Linked DNA regions of Rattus norvegicus: region 1 is linked to region 2. Evidence: chromatin contacts called from public Hi-C data. All regions are on one chromosome and are shown on one strand. Each heading gives the region's core, a stretch centred on a gene start, on an enhancer-like site or on the middle of the called end of the contact. The rest is flanking DNA. Distances are from core to core; before and after follow the strand shown. Region 1 has its middle 99 kb from the start of Lrrc8d. Region 2 holds the start of Zfp326 (zinc finger protein 326).

The links. Hi-C and Micro-C count contacts between places; a contact is called where the count stands out from the background.
Region 1: a Hi-C map of liver shows a contact between it and region 2, with 4 times the contacts expected there. The contact joins the enhancer-like site here to the promoter of Zfp326 in region 2. A contact is called at or near these places in 12 of 12 Hi-C or Micro-C datasets (the A7r5 cell line, the Rat2 cell line, Schwann cells and 7 more) and 1 of 1 datasets of contacts at active chromatin or transcription factors (oligodendrocytes).

The regions. Positions count from the first base shown.
Region 1 is chr14:4,445,792-4,453,056 of GRCr8, forward strand. No RefSeq gene overlaps it. Among named protein-coding and RNA genes, the nearest start is that of Lrrc8d, 99 kb to the left of the region's middle. Within about 2 kb of position 2,355, at least 13 of the 93 cell types and tissues checked have an H3K27ac peak or open chromatin away from gene starts, as enhancers often do. A contact at or near this core is called in hepatocytes, kidney and liver, where this site is marked.
Region 2 is chr14:4,282,707-4,289,122 of GRCr8, forward strand. Zfp326 (zinc finger protein 326) reads right to left here and starts at 2,553. Exons shown (of 11, transcript XM_039092634.2): 1 at 2,388-2,553. The coding sequence starts at 2,403.

The DNA.
Region 1 (7,265 bases), core at 1,105-3,604, 160 kb after region 2:
GGGAGCTGTCACCCACGTGTCCCACCCATGCTGGGGTGGTCTTTGGTGATGCGGCTTTGTCTTTGAGTCATTTCTGCTTCTGTAGGTAACGACTCACATTTCTGTAAGGAACCCCCCCCCCAAAAAAAAACAAAAAAAACAAAACTGGTTCATCAGTGTGGACTTTCCTGGTGTCCTTACTGTGGTCTGTTGACAGCCCTCTATCTGGGATGAGTAGACATGTGTGTACATCTCCCCAGAAATAATGTCACACGACATCTGGAAAGCTCTCAGTCCTTTGGACTCAGACCACTTATGTGTGGACCCCTGTGTTCTTCTCCTGTGTAGAAGGTAGTGCATAGGGCTTTTCAGCCTCCATAATCACACGTGCCAACCCTCACCATAAACCCCTTTCCTGTATGTTTATGTCACCTGTCTATACATTGCCTAATCTATACATCTGCCTGTGGCTCATGGTGTGTAACTCTCTGGAAGATCCTAATAGGGTCTCAAGGAGCTAAAGACATGGTCTTATCAAGGTCTTAAGGACAAGGCCTTAAGGAGTTAAAGAGGGCTATAAACCACTCACACACGAGGAAGGCCCAGGAAAGTCCCTTTTTCTGGGACTCTGTAATGGCCCATAATAACCACCTGTGTGAGATTATGAAATAGGTATTTCATCGTTGGCCTCGTGTCCTGTCACACAACTCCTACAGCTTCTTCCGGAATCTTGGGAGTCGTGGATTGTTGCTGCTGCTGTCTTTAATTCCTTCCGTGCCGAGATGGGCGCTGAGGACTGGTAGTTTTTAAGAAACTTTCCAAATTGGGGCTGGTGGAAGTAAGTTAAGAGTCAGAGGGCCAGGACTCCGGTCTTCATTTCCCCTGACATCTGTGAGTGAAGCTGGAGGTGACGTGCCCACTTGTGATCAATGACTGAACCACAAACGTGTGTGAGCAGAGCCTCAAACCACCCCCATCCCCACCCCAAAGAAATATTCAGGGAGCTCTCAGATCAAGGCAGCACGCCTACAGAGGTCTACGAGTTCTGATCCTGTACTTTCCTACTCCGCCCCATGAAGCTCTGCTATTCTATAATTTTCCCCACAATAACTCACTGAGTACATTCCCGAGGTCCATGAGTCCTGGCAAATTAAACTCAAGAAGGGATGATGAGGTCCCAGCCTGTAGCTACTCAGTTGGAAGTATGGGCCACAACCTGAGACTTGCTACTGGCATTCAGAGTTAAAAGAGGCAACCACGGGACTGGCCCCTAACCTATGGGACCCTATGTGAATACTCTTAGGGGTGAGCAGAGATGGGCTTCCTTCAAGGTTTGGAGGCGACAACGAAGTCCAAGATCAACCTGCTAGAAGGCTCCGTGTCTTATGACCTCTTTACCCTTAGGTTGCTGATTTGCTTTTCCCTGTGTCCCCACATGGCCCTTGGGTGTTCTCTGATGTCTCATCTTAGGACACTAGACATCCATGATCCATGGGACCCACCGCAGAAGTAATTGCTTTATTTGCTGGTGGGGGTGATTCCCATGCCCATGAGGTCACATGACTCTTGTGTTGACTGAGTGGGGTTCTAGGAAGCAGAGTTTAGGTTCCATGGTTCCCTATGTCAGGACACTCATTTTCAGTTCTTTTTTTCCTGCTCCCCAACCCCCAAATGAAGACTTACAGAGCTCTGGATGGCCTCAAACTCCCCACATGTGCAAGAAGGACTTGTCATTGTGATCTTTTGGCTTCTCCCCCAGTGCTGGGAGGTGTACCCCACCACATCTAGTTCACAAAGTTCTTGGGATCAAATCCAAGGCTTGGTGTTTGCTAAGCTAGCACTCTACCAAGGGAGCTACATTCCCCTCCAGGCCCAGTGGTTGTTTTAACTGTTTAATCAATCATCAAACGTCTAAACAAACTTGTTTGCCTTTTTTCATTATGAGCACTAGACGTGAGAGGCAACTCAGAAAAAAATTACTGCCCTAACCCCATCTACCTTCGAATTTTAATATGAGTTGTATAAATCAGCAAAACATTAAAACAAGTGCTGTCCCTTGAGAATGTCACCTTCACTTCTCAGTATTCTGAAAGTCATTTCTTCTATGCAAGACGACTGGGCAGCCCCTTAGCCTCCTTGTGGTGAGCACCCCCATCTTCTCCACAGTCGTGGAAGGTTCAGAATAACGTGGATTCTAAAGACAAATCCTGCTGGCTGGCTGCATTTTAATACCAACAGGGTTCTGGGAGGATGAAATGAAATCCCTCCCTCTCTCCCAGACCTCACGCACACCATGAGTGAGCAGATACACACTATCTGAGTATCACACACTGCAGTCAGCAACTCCAGGCCCCATGAAGGACAGGGACACGCCGGTGGCAAGAGTGGCCAGAGGACTTTGGAATGATCGGCAGTCTGAGCATGAACAACAACGGGGCTTTAGTGACCTACCCGGCAGGATGATACTTTAGTTGAAGTCCAAAGAACAAGGGCTATGCCACTCCCGGGGTTAGCAGTGCAGTTTGTGACTTGGATCCTGGGTCATTCAGCTTTGACGGGGTGGATTCCTGCGTTTGGGTGGATGGAGAGCCACTGTGTTTACAGTGTCTTACCCTTTGCTACAATTGAACTCTTTTGTCGTTTGCTTTGTTGGTGATGCCGGGGGCGGTTTAGATGTGTGAGTTTCACAGGGTAAACTCCGAGGAGCCAGGTGCCTCTTCCATTGGTCTCCAGCCATTCCTGCTGCTGGCTGACCAGCTGCCGAGGTGAAGAACTGAAGAACGGAGAGTGTGCGGGTGTGGGGTGCTGGAAGCTTCAGAGGGCAGCCAGAAATTCCCGGTGCCAGGCTCTTCCCCCTCCCTTCCCATCTGAAGCTGGGACTGACTTCCCTGACTCCCTCACCTACATCTTGTGTTTCTTTTAGATTCACAATGAGCCCCTGTGTGGTGTTGAGTGTGATGTGTGGAGGCTGCCATCCAAAAATAAACTATTGCACCAATGAGAGAGAGGGCTGCCTGAATAGGCCTGCCAGGCAGCCACGGTGTTCTGTAGCAGTTCTTGGGTAATGTCTGCAAATTTTCTTCCTCTGCACAAAGCCAAATGGGGCTGATTAAGCTCCTCTAGTGTAATTTTTTAAAAAGAAAGGACAAGTTAAAAATAGCCTAAGAACAAGTCCTAGAAGCTTAGAGCTGTCAGGAAGAAGTGAGGATGAGGTCTGTGGCAGCTTCATAATCCCCATTCACACCTGCTGGGTGGGACAAAGACCCCCCAGCCCAAGGAGAGAGTCACCCTGGCCAGCTGGGTTCTCTTTCTCCTTCCTCTCCTCTCTTCTGTGTCTGTCTCTCCTCTCCTCTCCTCTCTTCTCTTCTCTTCTCTTTTCTTCTCTCTCTCTCTCTCTCCTCTTTCCTCTCTCTCTCCTGTCTCTTCTCTTCTCTCTCTCCTCTCTCCTCCCTCTCTCCTCTCTTATTTCTCTCTTCTCTGTCCTCCCTTCTCTCCTTTCTCTTCTCTTTCTCTTCTCTTTCTCTCTCCTCTCTCTCCTCTCTTTCCTCTCCTCTCCTCTCCTCTTTTCTCTCTTCTCTTCTCTTCTCTTCTCTTCTCTTCTCTTCTCTTCTCTTCTCTTCTCTTCTCTTCTCTCTCTCAGACTGGCTCTCATGTTCCCCAAGCGGGCCTTAAGTTCTACATGTAGTAAAAGATAGGACTTCTGACCCCCTTACCTGTCCACCACTCTGGAGTGCTGAGATTACAGGCGTGTACCCCATCCCATGCCAGTTTCTACAGGGCTGATGATCAAACCTAGAACTCTGCTCGTTAGCAAGCACCCTACAGACTTGAGCCACATCCCCAGGCCTTTGTGGGTATAGTGCACCAGGGCCTGAACCCAGGGCACTTGGACTGAGTGGGCTCAAATTTGTACATGTACAGACTTATGATCCAACTCTCCTCTGACAATTGTCACCGAGGTCTCAGTGGTGATTCCAACCACACCAGTCCCCTAGGTCTAGGATTTTCCTCCTTGCAGCCCGGTTATGATAGAGCTGTTGTATAGATTTTGCAAGTGTCCAGTGATATCTTCTGTGACCCGAGGTCTAGTCAGTCCCTGCCTTCCTTACCAGAGAGCAAGCAATGCTATCCCAGCAGGTCATGGATAAGGCAGAGACAGATTTAAACAGGGCAGTCACTTGACAGATGGGTTAGGGGGATGTGTGTGCCTGTCTGAGAACCCAGCTGGGAGTCTGGGAGGCTTTGAAGCCCCAGGAGACTCTGCTTGCACAAAGAAGGCCTCCTGTCAGGGGAGCTGGCTCCTGAGTTTCTGGGAGCAGAAGGCAGGAGCTGCAGCCACTTGAGACTGGAGTCGAGTGTATTTCCTTCACCTCTGACTTGTGCCATGGCTCCCTTAATGGGTTGCAAAATAACTCACCCCACCAGTTATAGTCTTGTGGGTTTAACTTCTAGACTTAAGTGAGAATATTAGAAACCATTTTTTAGAAGATTTATTTATTTTATGTATATGAGCACACTGTAGCTGTCTTCAGACACACCAGAAGAGGGCATCGGATCCCATTACAGATGGTTGTGAACCACCATGTGGTTGCTGGGAATTGAACTCAGGACCTCTGAAAGAGCAGTCAGTGCTCTTAACCATTGAGTCATCTCTCCAGCCCAGAAACCCTTTTTTTTTTTTTTTTCATCTTTTTTTTTTTTTCCGGAGCTGGGGACCGAACCCAGGGCCTTGCACTTGCTAGGCAAGCGCTCTACCACTGAGCTAAATCCCCAACCCCAACCCAGAAGCCTTTTTAAGAGTATAGTTTATCGGGGTTGGGGATTTAGCTCAGTGGTAGAGTGCTTGCCTAGGAAGCGCAAGGCCCTGGGTTCGGTCCCCAGCTCCGAAAAAAAGAACCAAAAAAAAAAAAAAAAAAGTATAGTTTATCACACCTTGCTAGGATTTTATTCATACTGTCTGTCTGTATGTATGTGTGCATGTGTATTAAGATTATTTATTTATTTACTTATTTAATTTATACAAGTACACTGTAGCTATTTTCAGACACACCGGAAGAGGGCATCAGATCCCATTACAGATGGTTGTGAGCCACCATGTGGTTGCTGGGAATTGAACTCAGGACCTCTGGAAGAGCAGCCAATGCTCTTAACCACCGAGCCCAGTGGGGTGTTTTTTAAATTAAATTAATTTTAAGGTTTTCATCCAAGTGTTTAGGTTGAACATATTCTCACCCATACTTTGTCCCCCTGCTGTTTCTCCAACCCTCTCCCATTTGTACCTTGTCCCTCTAGACAGTTATAATTACCCAGATTTTTTTTTAAAGATGTGAGCTAGGATGGTTTAATCCCTACACTTGGTAGGCAGAGTCAGGCAGATCTCTGTGGGCTTGAGAATAGCCTGGTCTACCTATCAAGTTCTAGGACAACCAGGGCTACATAGACACTATTTCAAAAATAAATAAATAAATAAATAAATAAATAAATAAATAAATAAATAAGCAAGCAAGCCACACACACAGAAAACAAGCAAAAAACCAAAATAACCAGAAATTATATGTATTTGTGTGTGTGTGTGTGTGTGTGTGTGTGTGTGTGTGCGCGCGCGCGTGTGTGCATGCGCGCAGTATTCAAGTGAGTCGAGTTTGGATGCTCATGGAGACCAGAAGAAGGGAGTTGGATCCTCTGGAGATACAGGAGTTATGAGCTGCCTGATGTGTGTGCTGGGAGCCAGACCCAGGCTCTGGAAGAACAGCACGCATCCTTAACTGCTGAGCTATCTCTCCATCTCTAACTTTTCCCTTCTTTTTTGGTTTAAAAGAAAAATTCCACTGTGTGTATATAGAGCATGTTTTTTTTATGCACCCTCTGTTGCTGGGCACCTACACTGGTTACACTGTTACTCTAGAACCTAGAGTAACAAAGAGTTGCAAAGAGTAACAAAGAGTGTTCCAACACAAGTTGGTGTACTAGTGTATCTATGTGTGTTTGTTTCTTTTTGTCCTCGTTTGCTTTGATTTTGAGAAAGCTATATTTTGCTACATAGCTTCTGGCTGGTTTGCCAATGCCTGGCAACTTCCTGCCTCCTGCTTCAGATAATCTGCAATCCTCCTGCCTCAGCTTTGATTTATCTGCATTATCTTATTTACTCACAAGCAGTCCTAAGTACAAGTCCTGGGTATAGCACTTGTTATCTGTGTCGGGGAAACTACCCTCCCCAGGTTAAGTTATAATTAACGCCAGGTGCTGGAACAAAACGCTGCAAACAAGGCTGCTCTGGCAGCAGAAATGGGCTTTCTTGAAGTTTTGGAGGCGAAGTCCAAGATCAACCTGCTAGAAGGCTCCGTGTCTTGTGACATCTTTACCCTTAGGTTGCTGATGTTTGCTTTTCCCTGTGTCCCCACATGGCCTTTAGGCACAAGGCGTTCTCTGATGCCCCATTTTGGGACACTAGTTCAACTGAATAGGCTCTGACCCTTACGGTCTCTTTTAGCCTCAATTATTTTGATACAGATTCCTTCTCCAAGTCATGCTGGGGATTAGGCTTCGGAGTATAAACTGGGGGCGGGGCACAAACATTTAGCATAATGAGTAGGTTCTTCAACAGTAAAAAGGAAATGACTGGCGCTTGACTGTGAGGAGAACTGAACTCAATAGCATGAGGAGAGAGCTCAGCAGAACCACCCCACCCCCCACCCCCCCCACCCCACCCCCCCCCCCCCCGGCAGAGAACACCGTGTAGACAATCGCTTACGCCAAGGGTGGGCAGTTTTTATCAGTCCACCTGGAAGCGCAGCCCAGACTCTCAAGAGGCTAAGGCAACCCAGCGGAAGTTTCGTGGAACCTAAAGCCCAGCCTTGCCCCATTATGCCTCAGGGCTTCCCAAGGCCGCCTTATATACCCTTCACATAACGTGGAAACCAAACTCAGGCTTCCCTGGCGCGGAGCAAGCACTCCGTTAACCAAGCTACATCCTTGTACAATGTGCCAATGGTTAAACCCAGAGTCATTTGAATTCTCCTAAGAGTGGAACAGCGACATATCTTCTTTTGTGCTAACACTTAAGCACACTGGCATAACTTGAGATGACTCCATTGTAACCGTTACACGTTCAAGCTTAGGAACTGGATGTGACTTTTGGTTATTTCTCTTTAACACCAGGAATCCAACCCAGAACACACACCAGGCAACTGCTCTGTCAGTGAACCGTGAACTCACTTCTAAACACGTTCTGATTCTCCCGGGTCTAGCATAGCATCTGTCACATCCAAAGACGACTAGAAACAAGT
Region 2 (6,416 bases), core at 1,303-3,802:
TCTTCAGACTCTAGCAAGTGTACATGTTCACAATCTCTCTCTCTCTCTCTCTCTCTCTCTCTCTCTCTCTCGCACGCACGCACGCACACACACACACACACACACACACACACACGCACACACACACCAGAAAAACAAACGCTATATTTAGTCTGACATTAACACTGAGATTTATAAATCAAAAGTCAAAAGAACATCTGAAACAAAGTGGCACGGGCTTCCTGCATTAACATTTGTGTCTCCATGGATATGAGGAGAAAAGCCAAGCTATATCGGCTCAGCAAGGTTAAAAGGAGACGGGAGAGGACACTCACCGTTGAAGTCCTGGTAAGCACTCCTGCACGTAGAGTGCACATAATCTACGAAGACACAGAAACAGCAAGGAATTAGTGTGCTGTGAGCAAAGCCCAGATCTGCATACTCATCTACTCAGTCATTAAATCAATTACAAAAAAAACTGGGGTTCGAATAACTACAAATATGCACGTGGGGAAACATATTACTCCTTCCCTGCCTACTGGCAATATAAAAACTAGTTTATGTCCATATTTGTAACTGCCAAAAGAGGAGACCCAGTATTAATTTAATTTACATCAAGTAAAGGTAAAACAAACTTTCAAAGAGGGTGATGGATGTGGAAACTGATCTTGTGGGATACAAATGTGTCAAGGTCAGCATTTGTTTTACCACGTCATCTGTTCTCTCTAAATACTTCAGAAGCTTGTGTAAAAACACATATGCATATATGTATGAGTGTGTGGGCTGTATCCATCCAGGCATAATGGTAAAGCCTTTATTTAACTCAACAAATAAAGACTGAAAGAACAGAATTTAATAGAGTTTCTAGATATAACCAAATCCTGGCACACGACAGGTTCAGACTCAGACATACTCAAATCTACAGCCCAACTGCAGCAGTGGTGGCTAGGGATGGGCAGTTAAGAGATTATCACTAACATTGTTATTTTTGTTATCATTATAGTGAAAGCAAACACTCCAAATTTGACAGCTATTTTTTCAATTCTCTACAGAAAATGGATTTCCTCACTGACTGACTCCCCTCACTCTGCACACACACTACAAGGTTAACTTCTGGCACACCACATACGTTGGTAGTGTCATCAAACTTTGGTCTAAAACATACTTTTTCTTTTCAATGTCAACTCTGGCTATTGCAAAGAGTTGTAATTTAGAGTCACCTACATCAGAATGAGTCACAGTCCAGTACTAAAAGCACAAGCTATTCCGAAGAGCTAAACTACTTCAAAGCGACTGAAAAGTACTCCGAAAGGGGTGATTCTTTCTCCTATACTTACACTTAACAACCTTAACTTCTTGTAGCAAATCAAAAATCAGAAGTTCATGCAATACAACATATGCTAAAATCACACCTTATTCAGTGTCAAAGTCCATTTCTGGTGGAGGCAGAGGCTTCCATAACAAGAAATGGACCGGTTTTATTTAGAAATACCTAGTTCCTGGAGATTACACCCAGTTTAATCCTAAACTGTCTCCTAACACTGTCACTACTATAGATCGCTTTATCGTGACACTGATTCCTATAAAAGTTGAGCAAGGTCTGAAGATGTCAAATTAACTGTACTTCACCGCCCTGGGCAGAACGGCTGTAAGAACTAGTGCAGAGAGGTCTGAAAAGCAACCTTACAAATCGGTTTATTTAATCAGCAAGTCCAACTAGGAGTGCTGTGCACCGATCTAGCTGAACGTGAAGGGCATCTGGGGCTCGCCGTGCCAGAATTCTAACTTAGGCAGCATCCATACACAAGCCCCACCACCGCCATCCTTTAAATAAAGATGCACTACTGTCAAGGAACTGTTTCAGATGAGGTATTCACAAGCAGGTAAAGCAGGTGAGATATCAAACAGCCCGGTCTGCTACGTGGTAATAACTTGCAGATTTTGCTTCTGAGGGAAGCGAAGCCCACCTCGATGGAACTAAGCTTAGGGACGCCCTTTTTACTCGCCTCACAGAGAAGCACCGCATGAGCCCGAGGCAGCCTGTGTCGAGCAAGATTCCAGAGCCCGGGGCAACGCGGTGAGGACCGGCTCCACCCGCCACCGGGTCGCTGCCCCGAGGGCCCCGTGAGCTGGGTCACCGCTCGGCCAGGCCGGGAAGTTGCAGGCGGCCGCGGGCGAGGCCGCGGGGCTCGCAGAGAGGCCGACCCCCTAGGGAGCAAGGCTCCCGTCGGCCGCACCCTCGCGTGCGGCTCCGGGACCACGGGGCTCCCGCCCCGGCCCGCGGCCGCCGCGCGGCCCACAGAACAAAGCCACACGGCCATCTTGAGGCGGTAAACAGACCCCCGGCGCAGGCCGCCCGCCGCCCTCCCGCCCGCCCGCCGCGGCGGCCCGCCCCGCGCGCCGCTCACCGTCCTCGAAGTCCATGCTCGACGCCGCGGGGATGACGGTCCCGGCGCTGCGCTGTGGCCCGAGGCAAGCGCCCGCGACACGACGGTGTCCACACGATCGGCCCGCGCGACCGACAGCGGCGCTACTGGCCGGGAAGCCGCAGGCCACAGCGAGGCTGGGGGCGGGGCCGGACGGGCCTGCCAGTCGCCTCAGAACGGCCTTCGATTGGCGGACGCGAGGCGGTGGGCGGGTCTCGCGTGGGGGTCGGGAAGCGAGGCGGTTGTCTGGCTCCTGGGTCCTGACCCTGGGGAGCGCGGCGGACGGAAGGTGAAACGGGAGCGCGGAAGGCTGGAGAGGGATGTTCTGGAAGGACTCCGTTTGGCCGGCCATGTTGGAGCCTGGCAAGAGCGACGGGGTCCAGGAGGGAGTACTTTTCTTTCTCTTGCACGAACTCACCAAATCACATGGCGACCTTTGGCTTCTGTTGGCTGGAGGAGTGTGGAGGAGAGATTCCAAGTTCTTATGGAGTTCCTTCCTCTGACACACACAGAAGTGTGGGGCGTGCACAGGAGCCCAGATTGCCAAATACGAAACGATCATGAGACTATCCCCAGACAGGCTGCTAGCCACTGCTGGGGTTTAAGGTGTAAAACAGCTGTGAAAGTTCGCAGATGGGAAAGATTTGGCAGGAAGAAAGTAGTCCACAGCTCCAAGGACAGTGAAAGAGAGAGGGAGACAGACAGAGAGACAGAGATTATTCCACTTTAAAAAATGTGTTGGAGGGGTTGGGGGATTTAGCTCAGTGGTAGAGCGCTTGCAGGCCCTGGGTTCGGTCCCCAGCTCCGAAAAAAAAGAAAAAAAAAATCGTGTTGGAGCAGACACAAAGGTATTCACTCAGGAACACTATGGGAAGACTATTTTGGTCTTGAACCACAGTTTTAAATAACTTAATTTTCTTTCTGTTTTCACAGAGCAAATGGCGGTGACAACAAATTGGTTACCAGATAGGAAGCCAGAAGTCAAATTCTAAGCACTTTTTCGGGGTTCAACCCATTTGCTAAATCCCGTTCGGAGGAAGCAGGAAATAAAACGGGAAGCACAGCAAGGTGTACCACAGTAGCCCCAAATCTGGGCACGGAAATCTGGGCACGGCCTTGTGTCCTGCTCATCGTCTTCCTCCTCCACCCTCCTTGACTCATCCGGTTCTCCACCCTTTCCCTGATTCCTTCTCTTCTCCCCTCCCACACGTTTTCTGTTCACCTGGGCTGAACGTGTTGAAAACCGAACTCACAATTTCCCTTCTCAGACCTGCTTATTCTCGGATTCTTCCGGCAGTTCACCACGCGCAACCGCCCACTAATACTGCTCCTCCAGCCTCCCACTTCCAATCCACACACAAATGGAGCCTTTGATCATCATATTGCCACCTAAAATATCTTAAGTCCGCCCCTGCCTTTTCCATTTGCGCGGCCACTACCTGAGCTAGGACACTCACTGCCTCCCTGCAAAACTCTTGATTTCTCTGCCCTTCAGCCTCACTCGGGCCCAAGTGATCAAGATGCAAATCTGGTCATGTAGTTCCCACACAACCAGAAGTAGATCTGACAGAGCACAAACAAAAGGTGGAAATACTGCCTGACCCTTGCCTTCTCCCGGTATCTCTCTCCCCCTCTCCCTGTTCTCCCCCCTCCCCCCCCCGTGTGTGTGTGTCTCCTTTATAAAGACTTTTTAAAAATTATGTGTAACTTTAATTTTTTCAAAACCTATTTTTAATGATGGTTCTTGAACTCTTTTAACCTCCTTTTTAGCCCACCACCACCACCAGCAGAAAGGACAGGGGTGGGGAGGAGGGGAGCTGTTTAGAAAGATTCTTTGGAGCCACTCCCTTTCTGTGTTGTCTGGAAATCGGCAGTTCAATTCACAGGTCACAAACGGCAGCTCCATTCACCCACAAACACTTCAGGGATACACCAACCCGGCGGCGTCCTTCCACATCGGTGCTTTAACAGAACATGCGTTCACCTGCGTCTGCTTCAGCCAAACATTCTCTGCCTTCATCTCCCACCCCTGTCCACTTTAGCTAAACGTGCCTTTGCCACCCAACCAACTTTCCAAAGAACCCTTAAGTGTCCAGTCCAGTTATGAGTGTGCATTGTCTCTGTGTGCACATGTGCACAAGCGCAGGCGCCCGTAGAGGCCAGGAGAGGGCGTCCGATCCTCTGCAGCTGAAATTATTGGTGGCCAAGAGCTGCAGGACTTGGGTGTTAGAAACTGAACTCAGGTTCTCTGAAAGAGCAGCAAGCACTCTTCACACCGAGCCCTGTCTCCAGCCCACTCTCCCCAGCTTGGTTATCAGTTTCAGACTCCTGCCTCTCCAAACAGCCCTTTGCTTTGTCACATCTGCAACCGGATGCACCCTCCAAACGTAACTCTGACCTACTTTTATAAAAACCATTCTCAGGTCTCACTCCCATGTCCTAAGCTTGCATTTCCCAGGTCTACATGATTCAAAGTCTCATTAAAACAGGGTCACAGACAGTCATGCTGGCTGGAGGCCAAGAACGGCCATTCCTACAAACCTCCAGGGGCAACAGCTGCTGGTAAGCCACACCCTAAGAAGCAAGCCCTCTCACCCACAGACTTGGCTTTGAGCCCTCTTCATTCAAAGCTCTTTGCCACCATAAGGTCCCCTTTGTCCCCTTGCTGTCAAGAGAATTTGTTTACCAAGTCAAACTCTTCCCTAGTGGATTTTAATTCTTTGCTTTCCTGTTTACCTTCTGGCAAAGGAATGATTTTATAACCTAAGGTCCTAAGACCTGAGCATGACTGAAAGGGGGTGAACATTGGTCACTATATTCACACACACACACACACACACACACACACACACATTTCTCTCTCCCTCTCACGTGTGTGTGTGTGTGTGTGTGTGAGTGAGAGAGAGAGAGAGAGAGAGAGAGAGAGAGAGAGAGAGACCACATCCCCTTCCTTCACCTTCCCTTCCCTCCCCTGGAGGAAAAAATGGCCAGTCAAGGAGCAGCTAATGCAGAAGCCGGTATACTGAGTGCTAACACACACACACACACACACACCACACACCATACACACCACACACACACACACACCACACACCACACCACACACACACACACACACACACACACACACACACACACACACACAAAAACACCCCTCTTCCCCTCCCTCCCTCTTTTCCGAACAGGAAGCATTTCTACTGAGGAAGTGGCCATACAGAGCCACCCTGTGTCTGTCTCAGTTACTGTCCTATTGCTGTGAAGAGACACCATGGCCACGGCAACTTGGTTTCAAGAGGATTTAATTGAGGGCTTACTACAAGTCCAGAAGGTGGGCCCACAGCCATCATGGTGGGAGCCTGGCAGCGGGAGGCATGTGACTGGAGGAGTAGCCGGAGACTTACATCTGACCCCTAGGCAGGAGGCAGAGATACTGGAACCTCAAAGCCCAGTCACACCCCTCCTCTAACAAGCCCACATCTGATCATCCTTCCTAAACAGCCCAACTGGGAACCAAACACTCAATCACGAGCCTACAGAGCTGTTCTCATTCAAACCACTTCGTCCTATACTACATGAGAAGTCATCAGCCTGCCCCACGTTTACTTATTCAACCAACTCTGACACCTAGCATGTGCCAGGCACCCATCTTACGTCATTGTTATCACTAGACTCCAGCTAGGTTCATCTTTGTTGGACGCAGCTCCGTACCCTGAGGGCCCAATCGTTTGTACACAAAGCCACGCATTATTTCATCTTCTGTATATTTTACAGCAGACAACAGGTTAATGAATCCCAGACCAACAACTCTATTAAAAGTTTAATGAGGGGGTTGGGGATTTAGCTCAGTGGTAGAGCGCTTGCCTAGGAAGCTCAAGGCCCTGGGTTCGGTCCCCAGCTCCGGAAAAAAAAGAACCAAAAAAAAAAAAAAAAAGTTTAAAGAGATACGGGGGTTGGATGTTTTATGTCAAAAGACGTGGGGATTGAAGTGAGGCACGGGCTACAGGGACAAGA